Regions from separate parts of the Mus musculus genome. Here regions 2 and 3 are each linked to region 1. A link is a contact called in public HiChIP or PLAC-seq and promoter capture Hi-C data. All regions are on one chromosome and are shown on one strand. Each heading gives the region's core, a stretch centred on a gene start, on an enhancer-like site or on the middle of the called end of the contact. The rest is flanking DNA. Distances are from core to core; before and after follow the strand shown.

Region 1 (3,789 bases), core at 326-2,825:
TGCATGTATGGCTCAGGACACACATGGCCCAGCATGTATGCCTCAGGACACACATGGCACAGTGCATGTATGCCTCAGGACACACATGGCCCAGTGCATGTATGCCTCAGGACACACATGACCCAGTGTATGTATGGCTCAGGACACACATGGCCCAGTGCATGTATGGCTCAGGACACACATGACCCAGTGCATGTATGCCTCAGGACACACATGGCCCAGCATGTATGCCTCAGGACACACATTACCCAGTGCATGTATGGCTCAGGACACACATGGCCCAGTGCATGTATGCCTCAGGACACACGTGGCCCAGCATGTATGCCTCAGGACACACATGGTCCAGTGCACGTATGGCTCAGGACACACATGGCCCAGTGCATGTATGCCTCAGGACACACGTGGCCCAGTGCATGTATGCCTCAGGACACACAAGGCCCAGTGCATGTATGGCTCAGGACACACATGGCCCAGTGCATGTATGCCTCAGGACACACATGGCCCAGTGCATGTATGGCTCAGGACACACGTGGCCCAGTGCATGTATGGCTCAGGACACACATGGCCCAGCATGTATGACTCAGGACACACGTGGCCCAGTGCATGTATGACTCAGGACACACGTGGCCCAGTGCATGCATGCAACCTCAGTACTGAAGGTATTTTTGAAGACAGGAGGATATCTGTGGCTTGCAAAGCTGCTGGACAAAATAAAATGAATAAACAAATGTATCAACTCCAAGTTCCAAGAATCAAAGAAATAAGGGAGAGGGAGGGGGGAGGGAGGGAGAAGGGAAAGAGAGGGAAAGAGAGAGCACCCTCCTCTGGCTTCTATGTGCACACACAGGCATTTACACACATGTATATACATCATACCCACACCCACATACATGCACACTAAACAGAAAGGAGAGAAAGAAAGAGAGGAGGCCAGGGAGGGAGAAGGGCAGGGGTGAGGAAAGGAAAGGGAATGTAGGCCAATGAGATTGCTCAACAGGTAAAGGCACTGTCTGCCAAGCCTGCGGCCTGAGTTCAATCCCCAGGACCCACATGGTGGAAGGAGAGGACACACACACACACACTATTTATAGACATAAATATATAATCTTTTTAAGGGAAAGAAATGAAGGGCTAGGAATAATAATGTACATCTTTAGTCTCAGCACAGGGGAGGCAGAGGCAGGCAAATCTCTGAGTTCAAGGTTAGCCTGGTCTACATAGAAAGTACCAGGACACCAGGGCTACATAATAGACCCTTATCTTAAACACACACACACACACACACACACACACATACACACGGAAGAGAGAAGAGAAAGGAAGGGGGAGAGGAGGAGAAGGAAACAAGATTGCGGATAGACAGCTATGCCACAGCACTTGGGAGATGGGGCTCTCAGGACTTGACTGTTTATTCCTTGGTGGCTGGGAATGGCTGAATCTCTCCAGGTCCCCTCTCCATACCCTGCTTACCAGTGCAGAGAGCCTCCCAGCCCGCAGAAGAATTCTGAGAAGGCCAGATCTGACCCGGGGAGCGGCCTCCATGTCTGGCCTCCACCCATTCCTCCAGCCAGGAGAGGCAGGGTGACCTCACAGATGCCACAGGGTGGGGGTCCAGTTGCCATGGGGACCCAGTTGCCACATGACACACTACCCTTTGCCATAGCTCCCTTTACCTGCTCCTCTGAGGTCAAGTCTGGCTCCATGGTCATCACAGATGTCTAGCCTTAGGATCAATTGTCTACCTACTATCGGGAAAAAACTCAGAGCCCATTTCAGAATCGCCTAGTTTACCGCCAGATGTGGGGGTTGAGTGGTAGGGAGATAGGGATGTAGAGAAAGAAGAACAAAATGAAGGAGGGAGGAGATGGGCTCTCTATGGCCTTACTTTCCAAGTTGGACCGCAAGGGTAGCAGTGTTGCCATAGGAGAAGCCTCAGTTTAGCATCCTCAACTGAGACCCCTCTGTCCTCACCGCCCCCCCCCCAGGCCTCTTTCTCTGTCCCTTCCCTCTCCCCATCAGTTTCAGGCTGAAGAACCAGTGTGCAGTCTTGCAGTTTCCCCATTCAGAGGAGCAGGGATGACCAGCTGGGAGTACAAAGGAATCAGTGTACGCTGCCTTGCACCACGCCAGGGGGCGCCATTCTGCTTTCCTCCCTGGAGAAGCGTGCTCACATCCCCAGAACAAGACCTAAAAGAGCTCCGAGCAGGTGCAGTACCGCGATGCGGTCGCGTGAGGGCAGAAGACACCGCAGGGGCGAGCAGGGCGCTTGACAGGCAGGATAAAGTTTCTCATTTTGCAAGGCTGATTTCCTGGTAACAACCTCCTGGAAACACCTGAGAGAGCTCCCTGTGCATTTCCAGTCAATGCCTGGGTTACAAGAAGGGAACCACCCGGAGATAATGAGACTCACAGTCTTCCTTTTATTTAACCCTCTTGTTAATATGTGCAGAACTCGGGATTGAAAACGGGGCTTTGCAAGCCATGCAACCCCACCTGGCCTCCATTTCTCCGTGTCTCTAAGGCAAACTTCCGAGTCTTCTGCCCCGCGTCCTGCTATTTCCAGTTTTTTAACGTGACTTTTTTTTTTTTTAATTTCTGTGGCTTGGAAAAAGCTGGATTTAAAAAAAAAAGATTTATTTATTTATTATATGTAAGTTCACATGCCATTAATACTCGGGAGGCAGTGGCAGGTGGATCTCTGGGTTCAAAACCAGCCTGGTCTACATAGTGAGTTCCAAGACAGCCAGGGCTACACAGAGAAACCTTGCCTTGAAAAAATGAGAGGGAGGGAGGGAGGGAGAGAGAGAGAGGTTGAGAGAGAGAGAGAGAGACCGACCCTGTCTCAAAAAGAAAGAAAAGGAAAAGAAATCAAATACCTGGCCAGTTGGTAAAGCACTTGCTGTCAAGACTGTTGACCTGAGTTTGGCCCCAGACCAGAGATACACACAGTATAAGGAGAGAATCGATTCTGCTGGAATTTGGAGGTGGTAAAGTACGTGGCTAACAGGTGCAAGACTGAGTTCCACGTCCAACACAGAAAAGAAAAACAAGAAAAGAAAAGAAAGAGATCAGAGGTGGAGGTTAAAGAACTTAACACCAACCCTGATCAGTTTAGCCCCATCCCCAGAACACACATGGTGGAAAAGTAGAAACTATTGCCCCAAGTTGTCTTCTGGCCTCCACAGGCAAGACCCTTGTCATGTGTGCACTCACACCACAGGAAGAAAGAAGAAAAGAAAAGAAGGAAGGGAGAGAGGGAGGGAAAGAGGGAGGAAGAAAAAGAAAGAGAAGCTTAAAAATTTTTTTTAAAACAAAGGACCTGATGAAGCACAGAAGCAAAGAAAGTTAACAAAAGGAACCAAAAGAGCCATGAGGTTTGTGCAAACATAGTCCAGTCTCATTAGTAGTCAGGGGGAAATGTGAATCAAAGACACACCAAGATGCTATCTCCCCTTCCTTAGCAAAAAACAAAAGAATCAGGGCACATCGTGCACCAGTGACTTTACAGGGCAAATTGAAATTTATGCAGAGCCCAGAGCCTGATGCAGGATCTTAAAGATCCATACAGGAAATGATCATGCAAATGCTGCCCATGAACACATGGACAACTAAAACTAGAAATAGACCAAGAGCTGAATGGTTGGCTCAGTGGTAGAGCTCCTGCCTAGAATCCCCCAGGGAGGGGGCTGGAAGATTCAACCTTCCATACATTTGCTCTAATTTCTACTGATCCTACTTCACAACCCCCATTGGCAAAAGGACCCCTTACGGAAACGTCTGCTCGTGAGT
Region 2 (3,789 bases), core at 458-2,957, 450 kb after region 1:
ATCATTGCTGTGTGTGTGACCCAAACTTAGAAAACGAGAAAAATCTAAATAAATAAAATACCTTTAAACTTCCGGGTTGAGGTATTCAGAAAGCTGCTCGTCATACAAAGCTTATACCTGCTTGTGCTCCGAGCTGGCGCACGGTCTCAGCCCTTCCCCCATCCTGGGCAAGGCCACACAATCTGCCTGTGTAGGTTATCGTAAGGGAACCCAACAGAGGCCGCCGCCTCAGTCTCGTGGTGTGTGACCCACTTCCCACCTGATTCTGGATGACCTTGGGACACAGGTGTTGCCGGGAAAGGGGAGGGGATGGGAGAAGGGGCAGACACCAGGCAGTGGCATCTATGTCCAGCTGGCTGCCCCGGGTCTCCGTGTCAGCTTCCCCATTCTGGGAGGAAGGAAAGGCTTCAGTGACCAGAGAGAGCTGCTTGTTTGAGGCCCTAGTGGGAGGCCTGCTGGACCACAAGAAATCAGGTAATGCGGTAGTGGGATGTGGGTCGAGTTGCTGCTATCTTGCTCAGTGGAGACTTTGTTTCTGTTTTGGAAGATGAACACCCAAGGCTCTTTTTATCTCAGACTCTGTGAGGACAGTGTTACCCTGGGACAAGGGACATTGCTCTTGTTGTTCAGGATGTAGCTACTGAGTAGATACTGACTTACCAAGCATGCTTAAGGCCCCCAAGGGGTCTATACCCAGAACTATTTAAATTGTGTATAGTGGAGCACACCTGCAATCCCAGCTACATACAGGGTTCAAGGCCACCACCGTCCACAGGACCCCTATCCCAAAAAGAAAAAGTAACAATCTGGCTTTAAGATTGCTTAGGCGGCAGGTTCCTGGTGCTCCCTGCCTTTAATCCCAGCACTTGACAGGAAGAGGCAGGCAGAGCTCTGTGAGTTGGAGACCGGCGTGGTCTACAGAGAGAGTTCCAGGACAGCCAGGGCTACACAGAGATTCCTTGTCTTGAAAACAAAAAAATAAACAAAAAGTGCCTGGCTTGAAGGTGTATATTACAGATTTCTGGGTCTCAAGAGAGAATCTTCCTTGAAGTTGAATCCCTGCCTGGAACTGGGGCTCTGGAATCTCTAGAATAGCAGTTCTCAACCTTCTAACACTACAGCCCTCAACACAGTTCCTCATGCTGTGTGACCCCCCCCAACCATAACAAAGTATTTTTGTTGGTACCTCATAACTAATTTTGCTACTGTTATAAACATCTGTATTTTCCCAGTGGTCTTAGGCAACCACCTTGAAAGGGTTGTCGGAACCTCAAAAGGGTTGCAATCCACACACTGAGAATCATTGCTTCAGGACAATTTCATGAGTGGCTGTTCATGCGCAAGGCTCTGGGTTCAATCCCCCCCAGATGCTGGGGTTACATGGGGGAAGGTCCTAGCTCAATGTGACGTTTGTGATGCTAGAGATTGAACCCAGGACCTCATGTATGGAGAAAAAACTCTGAATTAGACTTGCAGTTGATCTATATATCCAGACTCATAGTGGCCATTGTTTTCCACTTAAGTCCTTTTTTCCCAGACGGGGAAACTGAGGCTCAGAGTCATAGTAGGCGCTAGGATCAGAATCCAGGGCTGGCATCCTTTTCTCCCTAGGCTTTCAGCAGCCCTGGGGGAAGGGAAAATATGACAGAGGGAGGGGGCGGCAGGATAGAGGACTGACTGCCACCTGTGTTGCAGCTGAGCTGTGCGCATGGCGTGGCGGCTGACTGTGCCGGAACTCCAGGACCAGCTGCAGTGTCCCATTTGCCTGGAGGTCTTCAAAGAGCCTCTGATGCTACAGTGCGGCCACTCCTACTGCAAGGACTGCCTGGATAACTTGTCCCAACACCTGGACTCCGAGCTATGCTGTCCTGTGTGTCGTCAGTCAGTAGACTGCAGCAGCTCCCCGCCTAATGTCTCCCTGGCCCGGGTGATAGATGCTCTGAGGCTGCCGGGGGACATAGAGCCCACCGTCTGCGTGCACCACCGAAACCCTCTCAGCCTCTTCTGCGAGAAAGACCAGGAATTCATCTGTGGTCTCTGTGGCCTGCTGGGCTCCCACCAACACCACCGAGTCACACCAGTCTCCACCGTCTACAGCCGCATGAAGGTGCGAGGGGCGGGCGGGCCGCTAGCGGGAGGAGCAGAGCAAAGGGCGGCTCTCCTGAGTGCTGTCTTGCGCCTCCACGCGGTAGAGGAAGGCTACTGCACCAGGGCTCCATTTCTCCAACTCCATCTTGCGCACATACTCAAGTATGGCGCACATACTCAAGCATGCATTCATTCATTGGTTTTTAATACTTATTTGATTATTGACTGCTTGACTGTGCACGCGTGTACCACGGCATGCACGTAGAAGTCAGAGGACATTTTGTGGAAGTCAGTGCTCTTCTTCCACGTAGGGGTCTCTTCATTGGTTTTTGAAGAGTTGCTTATATACCAGGGTCCTGAGGATCGTAGCTGCAGGAATGACAGCGAGTCCCTTGCCAGACTTTTCCTATTCTTTTACCTTGTGTCTTTGGCTTGCTTTATTTTGTTTTGCTTGCTGTCCTACGGATGGAATCCAAGGCTTAGTTTATAGCTTAAGCAGCATTCTTCTACTAAGCAACATCCTAGGTTCAGTGGTATGGATTTTGATTGTGGTTTATTTGTAGCTCAGACTGGCCTTGAACTCACTATACAGCCACTGGCCTTGAACTCTAAATCTTCTTGTCTCATTCTCCACAGAGCTGAGATTATAGGCACGTACCACAATAGATTTCTTTCTTTTTATATTCTTTATTCATTTATGTGTAGACATACACATGGAGAACAATGTCAAGGAATCAGCTTTCTTATTCCACCACGATCAAACCCAGATCATCAGACTTGACCTGCTGAGCCACAACACTAGCCTTGCTTCTTCAGAGCTCCTAAGCCCATCTGGTCACAAGCATGAGGGTGGGGCCTTTGTTCCTTGCTGTATTTCAGCAGCTACAGCAGAGGTTCTTAACCTGTGGGGTGAGACCCTTTAGGGGCTAAACAACCCTTTCACAGGGATAGCATACCAAATATTAGATATCCCGCATATTAGATATTTATATTGTGATTCATAGTAGTAGCAAAATTAAAGTTATAACGTAGCAATGAAATAATTTTATGGCTGGAGCTCACTATAACATAAGGAACTGTATTAAAGGGTCACAGCATTAGGAAGGTTGAGAACCACTGGTCTACAGCTACAGTTGAAGTGGTAAATGTTCAAAATATAAGTGTTAAATTTGTGAATTCCTCAGCCCATGGACTTTTATCTCAGGTAAACAGATCGACATTTACTATTTAATTTTTTAAATGTTATATTTATGATGTTTATATATAATATATTTATTATATAAGGCTTGAGAGTCATGTTTACAAGGCTGGAGATATGGCTCAGATTCTAGCACTTGTCTAGAACCCCTCAGTGAAGGCCTGTGGGCATTGCCTCGAGGTAGAGCACCTTCCTATAATCCCACGATGAGGGGCTGGGGATGTGGCTCAGCAGCAAGTGGCAGACAGCTTGCCTAGCGTGAGCAAGGCCCTGGGTTTTATTCCAGCACCAGAAAGAAAAACAAAATGTATCTGTAATAGTTTGAAGGTGGGACTGGAAAGGGTTGGTTTGCTTGTTCTTTTTTTGGTGCATTTCTTTGTTCCTTCAACCTAGAGTATATAACACCAAGGATAACATCAGGGCTGGGCAGACCTGTGCCTTTCAATCACATGTATACAGTCGGTGTCTACTATGTGCAGGCATTGTGCTTGTGCCTGCTATAA
Region 3 (3,789 bases), core at 838-3,337, 260 kb after region 1:
CCACGCCCAGCAAAACCAAGGTCTTATGGAGCCCAGGTTGGTCTTGAAACCACAAGTAGCCAGGGCTGGCCTTAATCTTGAGTTCCTGTTCTTCTAGCCTAAATTTCCCCAGTGCTGGGCTTACAGGTATATGCCACTAGATCCTACCTGTTTGAGAAAGGGTCTTGCTATTTAACCCAGGTTGGGCAGGTTTGGTTCCAGGCTACATGGGAAGACATTACCTCAAAAATTTTTTTCTTTTAAATTAAATTTAAAGAAGGTGGTAGAGAAACATGAACAGCAGAGGGAGTTCTTGCTGGCAATGGCTTGGATTTAGGTGGTGAGAGAAATTAAACATAGCTGTCAAGGGGTGGCCTTGTATTTGTGCTGGTTCGGGGAGCGGGTGTCCATGAACATAAGCAGTGAAGCTTAGCACACTGTTGGCCTGCCTTGCATTCTTTTCTTGTTCTTTATTTTCATCTCCGTAGCAGTGAGAACATCTTCTTCATTGTGTCCTTTGATGTAGGACATGTTTAGGTAAGCCCTGGGTTCACTTGTATTAGGTCATTTGAGTTTGATCCAGTTATTTCAACAGTAATCATTTCCCTGCATTTGTTACCTGGGCCCTTCCCCCCCGCCCCCTGCAGAAGCTGTTTAGGAATCCTTTCCCAGCAAACATGTTCAGCTGGAAGGCTGAGAGTCATGAATCAGAAGCTTCGCCAAGTTCAGGATAAGTTACACAGTCACTGGGAGACACACTCCTCTCCCTCTTCTTTGACGGGGTCTCATGCAGCCTTAAACTGGCCTCAAACTTTAAACGCAGTCAAGGATGACCTTGAACTCTTGGTTTTCCTGGAACTGCAAGTAAACCTCAAAGTTGATTCAAACAAGTCCCTCTGGGCATGCAACGTCAGCTGTGGGTCACCTCCTCCTTCTATTGGGTCTGTTATCACTGCTTTTCACTCCCCTCTTTCTTTTCTCTTTTTGTCCTTCCTCAACCCCCCAGAGAAAACCTCTGCATATCCCTGGTTGTCCTGGAATTCACTCTGTAGACCAGGCTGGCCTTGAACTCAGAAATCCACCTGCCTCTTCCGCCAGAGTGCTGGGATAAATGTGTTCATCACAGTCCCTGGTCCAGAAGTTCTTTCAAAAGAGAAATATTTATGTCCTCAGTACTTGGTCCAATGCACAGAACACAGGCAATGTTTTATCCAGAACTGAATTCCCTGACAGTGAAGTGGAATGCTAAAAGTATGAGCCAGGTGCAAAATACTCAGGAAGAGCCGCAGTGTGACCTGGATGTTGGAAAAGTAGTTGATTCAATCAGAAGAAATTTCCAGGTGGGTAGCTGAGAATTCGAAGACCAGAAGTCAAAATGAAGGAAGGTGTGATAATGACTCCGGAACACAGCTATTTAGACAATGATGACACAGATCTCCTTTTAGGTGAACATGCAGCGCATAAATAATTCCTTGAAGGGTCAGGGGTCATGGGGGATTAAAGGACTTGATAACAGCCTAAAACTCACTAGTGAAAACCAACTTCTACAAATTGTCCTCTGTGCCATATACATGTAAAGAAAAAAAAAAAAAAGAAAGAAAGAAAGAAAAAGAAAAGAAAAAAAGAAAATTCCAACCCCTTTGACCCCAGCACTTGGGAGGCAGAGGCTGGTAGATCTCTGAGTTCAAGGCCAGCCTGGTCTATAGAGTGAGTTGCAGGACAGCCAGGGCTACACAGAGAAGGAAACCCTGTCTCGGAAAAGCAAAATGAAATAAAATTTTCCGGTCAAATGCCATGGCACAGAGCACCGGAGAGGCAGAATCAGGTGGTTGTGAATTCGAGGTTGGCCTGGTCTACAGTATTGAAAATTCCCGGGCATGCATTGAAGCAGCAGGTAGGGAAAGTGGTGACTTGGAAACCTCATCCCACCACCACCCTCGCAGCCTCGCCTGGCCCACACCACGTGCGGACGACGATGGGCTCAGCCTGGCAGCAAGAGGGCAAAGGGTCTCTGGAGGCGCACAGCAGGGACGCCCCCGGGCGGGTGCGCAAGCGCGCTGAGGCCTTGAGGGCCCAAGGGGCGGGCGGGTGCGCGCGCTCCCTCGCGCACGCGCGCACGGAGGGGGGGCGACGGCCGCGGTGACGTGCTGCGGTGGCAGCGGGTGGACGGCGACGCGTGAGGCGCGTGATATCCCGCGTCTTGGGAGCACTGTCCCGGCCCCCAGCCACTCCCCGCCGCCGCCATGTCCGGCCGTTCGGTCCGGGCCGAGACCCGTAGCCGGGCTAAAGATGACATCAAGAAGGTGATGGCGGCCATCGAGAAAGTGCGGAAATGGTGAGGGGCGGGAGCGGAGGGGTTGCTGACGTGGGGTTGCGGGAAAGCCGGCGCGGAGGCTCGCCATACAGGAACAGGCAGGATGGGAACCAAGAGGCCGGCCCTGGGGGGAGGGGGCCGGAGCCAAAAAGCGAAAGGAGGGCGCGCCGGTATCGGCGTGAATTCAGAGTCCGCGTTCCCTGTAGCCAATCAGAAAGACGGTCGGCTCATGGCCCCTCCCATAGCTGTCATTAGCCGCTTCCGGCCGCTCTGCCTGGGGCGGGGCCTGGCGCTGCACAGTTGCACTTCCGGTGGAGACCTCGCGGAAATGCTGCTTGGCGGCTCCGGGTTCGGTTTCCGCTCCTGCGCAGCACAAGTGTCCGGTGATGTCCGTTGTTGCCGACTATTATACGATATAAGTGGTCGAAATTAAGCGGAAGTTTGTAAACATGGCACTTTTGGAACAGAAATTCCTGATATCTTGGATCCTTAGCCAGCCCACTCGCCATAGGTTTGCTCTTGGCGACCAAGGTACCCTGACCCTGCAAATGTTTATTGCAAACCCAGAACAATTAGCGAACAATTTAGGTCAGGATTTTATTGCTTTAAATTGTTCTGAACCAAGCCTCTGAGCCATTCACTTCACTTAACGATTTGTAATTTCCTTACTGTTTTTTGACCGGAGCTCCCTGAGGACCGCAGGCTGGCTTTAGGCTGGCAGTGATTCTTCTGCCTCAGTTTACCCAGTAGCTAAGAGGCCGCGAGAGTGGTTTGTTTGTTTTTGAATCAGTGTCCCCAATCCTTTGGCTGTCCTGGAACTCTCTTTGTAGGCCAGGGTGGCCTTGAACTCTCAAAGACCCACCTGTCTGTGTTTCCCAAGTGTTGGAAAATGTCTGCATCTTATGGCATTCCTCTGTTCCTATGTAATTCTCAAGTCTCTACCCCCTTTTGTTTTTTATTGGTAAGGAAAAGTATGTAGGCTAGAAAAATGGCTCAATGGTCAAAAGCACCTGGCTGCTCTTCCACCACATGGCCCCTAACAGCTCTTCTCCAGTCCCATGGGATACCATGTCCTCTGGCATCTGTGGGCACAGCACGTGTGTAATGCGCAGACACACACGCATGTAAAGCACCCACACACATAAAAATAATAAAATGCTCAAAAGAAATTTCAATGTAGGTTCCTCAGAGACACATTTTGAAATTCTAGCGAAGGTCACCTTCACAGAATTTTCCTTAATTATATTAGGTTGAACTGCAAGACATTCCGCATATTTGAACCAACTCCCATCCCCTAATTCTGAGGGTAGTGCCCACCACCTTGCTCACTCGTGATAATTTCTCTAGCACTGAACTATATATATCTACCCCAGCCCCATGTTTGACTTTTTAACTCAAAACTACTAACACTGCAGCAAAACACACCTATAGTCCCCTAGCTACTCAAGGAAGAGCTGGGGACTTGAGTCCTAATCATCATAGTGAAATGGGCCAAA

The links. HiChIP or PLAC-seq counts read pairs in DNA pulled down with a chosen protein or histone mark. Capture Hi-C pulls out chosen DNA fragments and counts their contacts.
Region 2: a CTCF HiChIP or PLAC-seq map of embryonic stem cells shows a contact between it and region 1, with 7 times the contacts expected there. The contact joins the promoter of Trim50 here to the promoter of Tmem270 in region 1. A contact is called at or near these places in 1 of 39 promoter capture datasets (hippocampal neurons), 1 of 15 datasets of contacts at CTCF or cohesin (embryonic stem cells), 5 of 484 Hi-C or Micro-C datasets (CD4 T cells, the G1E-ER4 cell line and embryonic stem cells) and 1 of 9 other capture datasets (macrophages).
Region 3: a contact with region 1 is called in a promoter capture Hi-C map of adipose tissue. The contact joins the promoter of Bcl7b here to the promoter of Tmem270 in region 1. A contact is called at or near these places in 7 of 39 promoter capture datasets (the 3T3-L1 cell line, embryonic stem cells, frontonasal cranial neural crest and 2 more), 1 of 484 Hi-C or Micro-C datasets (the G1E-ER4 cell line), 1 of 115 datasets of contacts at active chromatin or transcription factors (embryonic stem cells) and 1 of 9 other capture datasets (adipose tissue).

The regions. Positions count from the first base shown.
Region 1 is chr5:134,905,158-134,908,946 of GRCm38.p6, forward strand. It overlaps Tmem270 (transmembrane protein 270), which reads right to left and starts at 1,576. Exons shown (of 3, transcript NM_194065.3): 1 at 1,471-1,576. The coding sequence starts at 1,542.
Region 2 is chr5:135,351,588-135,355,376 of GRCm38.p6, forward strand. Trim50 (tripartite motif-containing 50) reads left to right here and starts at 1,708. Exons shown (of 6, transcript NM_178240.3): 1 at 1,708-2,107. The coding sequence starts at 1,709. It also overlaps a transcript of Fkbp6 not described here.
Region 3 is chr5:135,166,285-135,170,073 of GRCm38.p6, forward strand. Bcl7b (B cell CLL/lymphoma 7B) reads left to right here and starts at 2,088. Exons shown (of 6, transcript NM_009745.2): 1 at 2,088-2,314. The coding sequence starts at 2,223.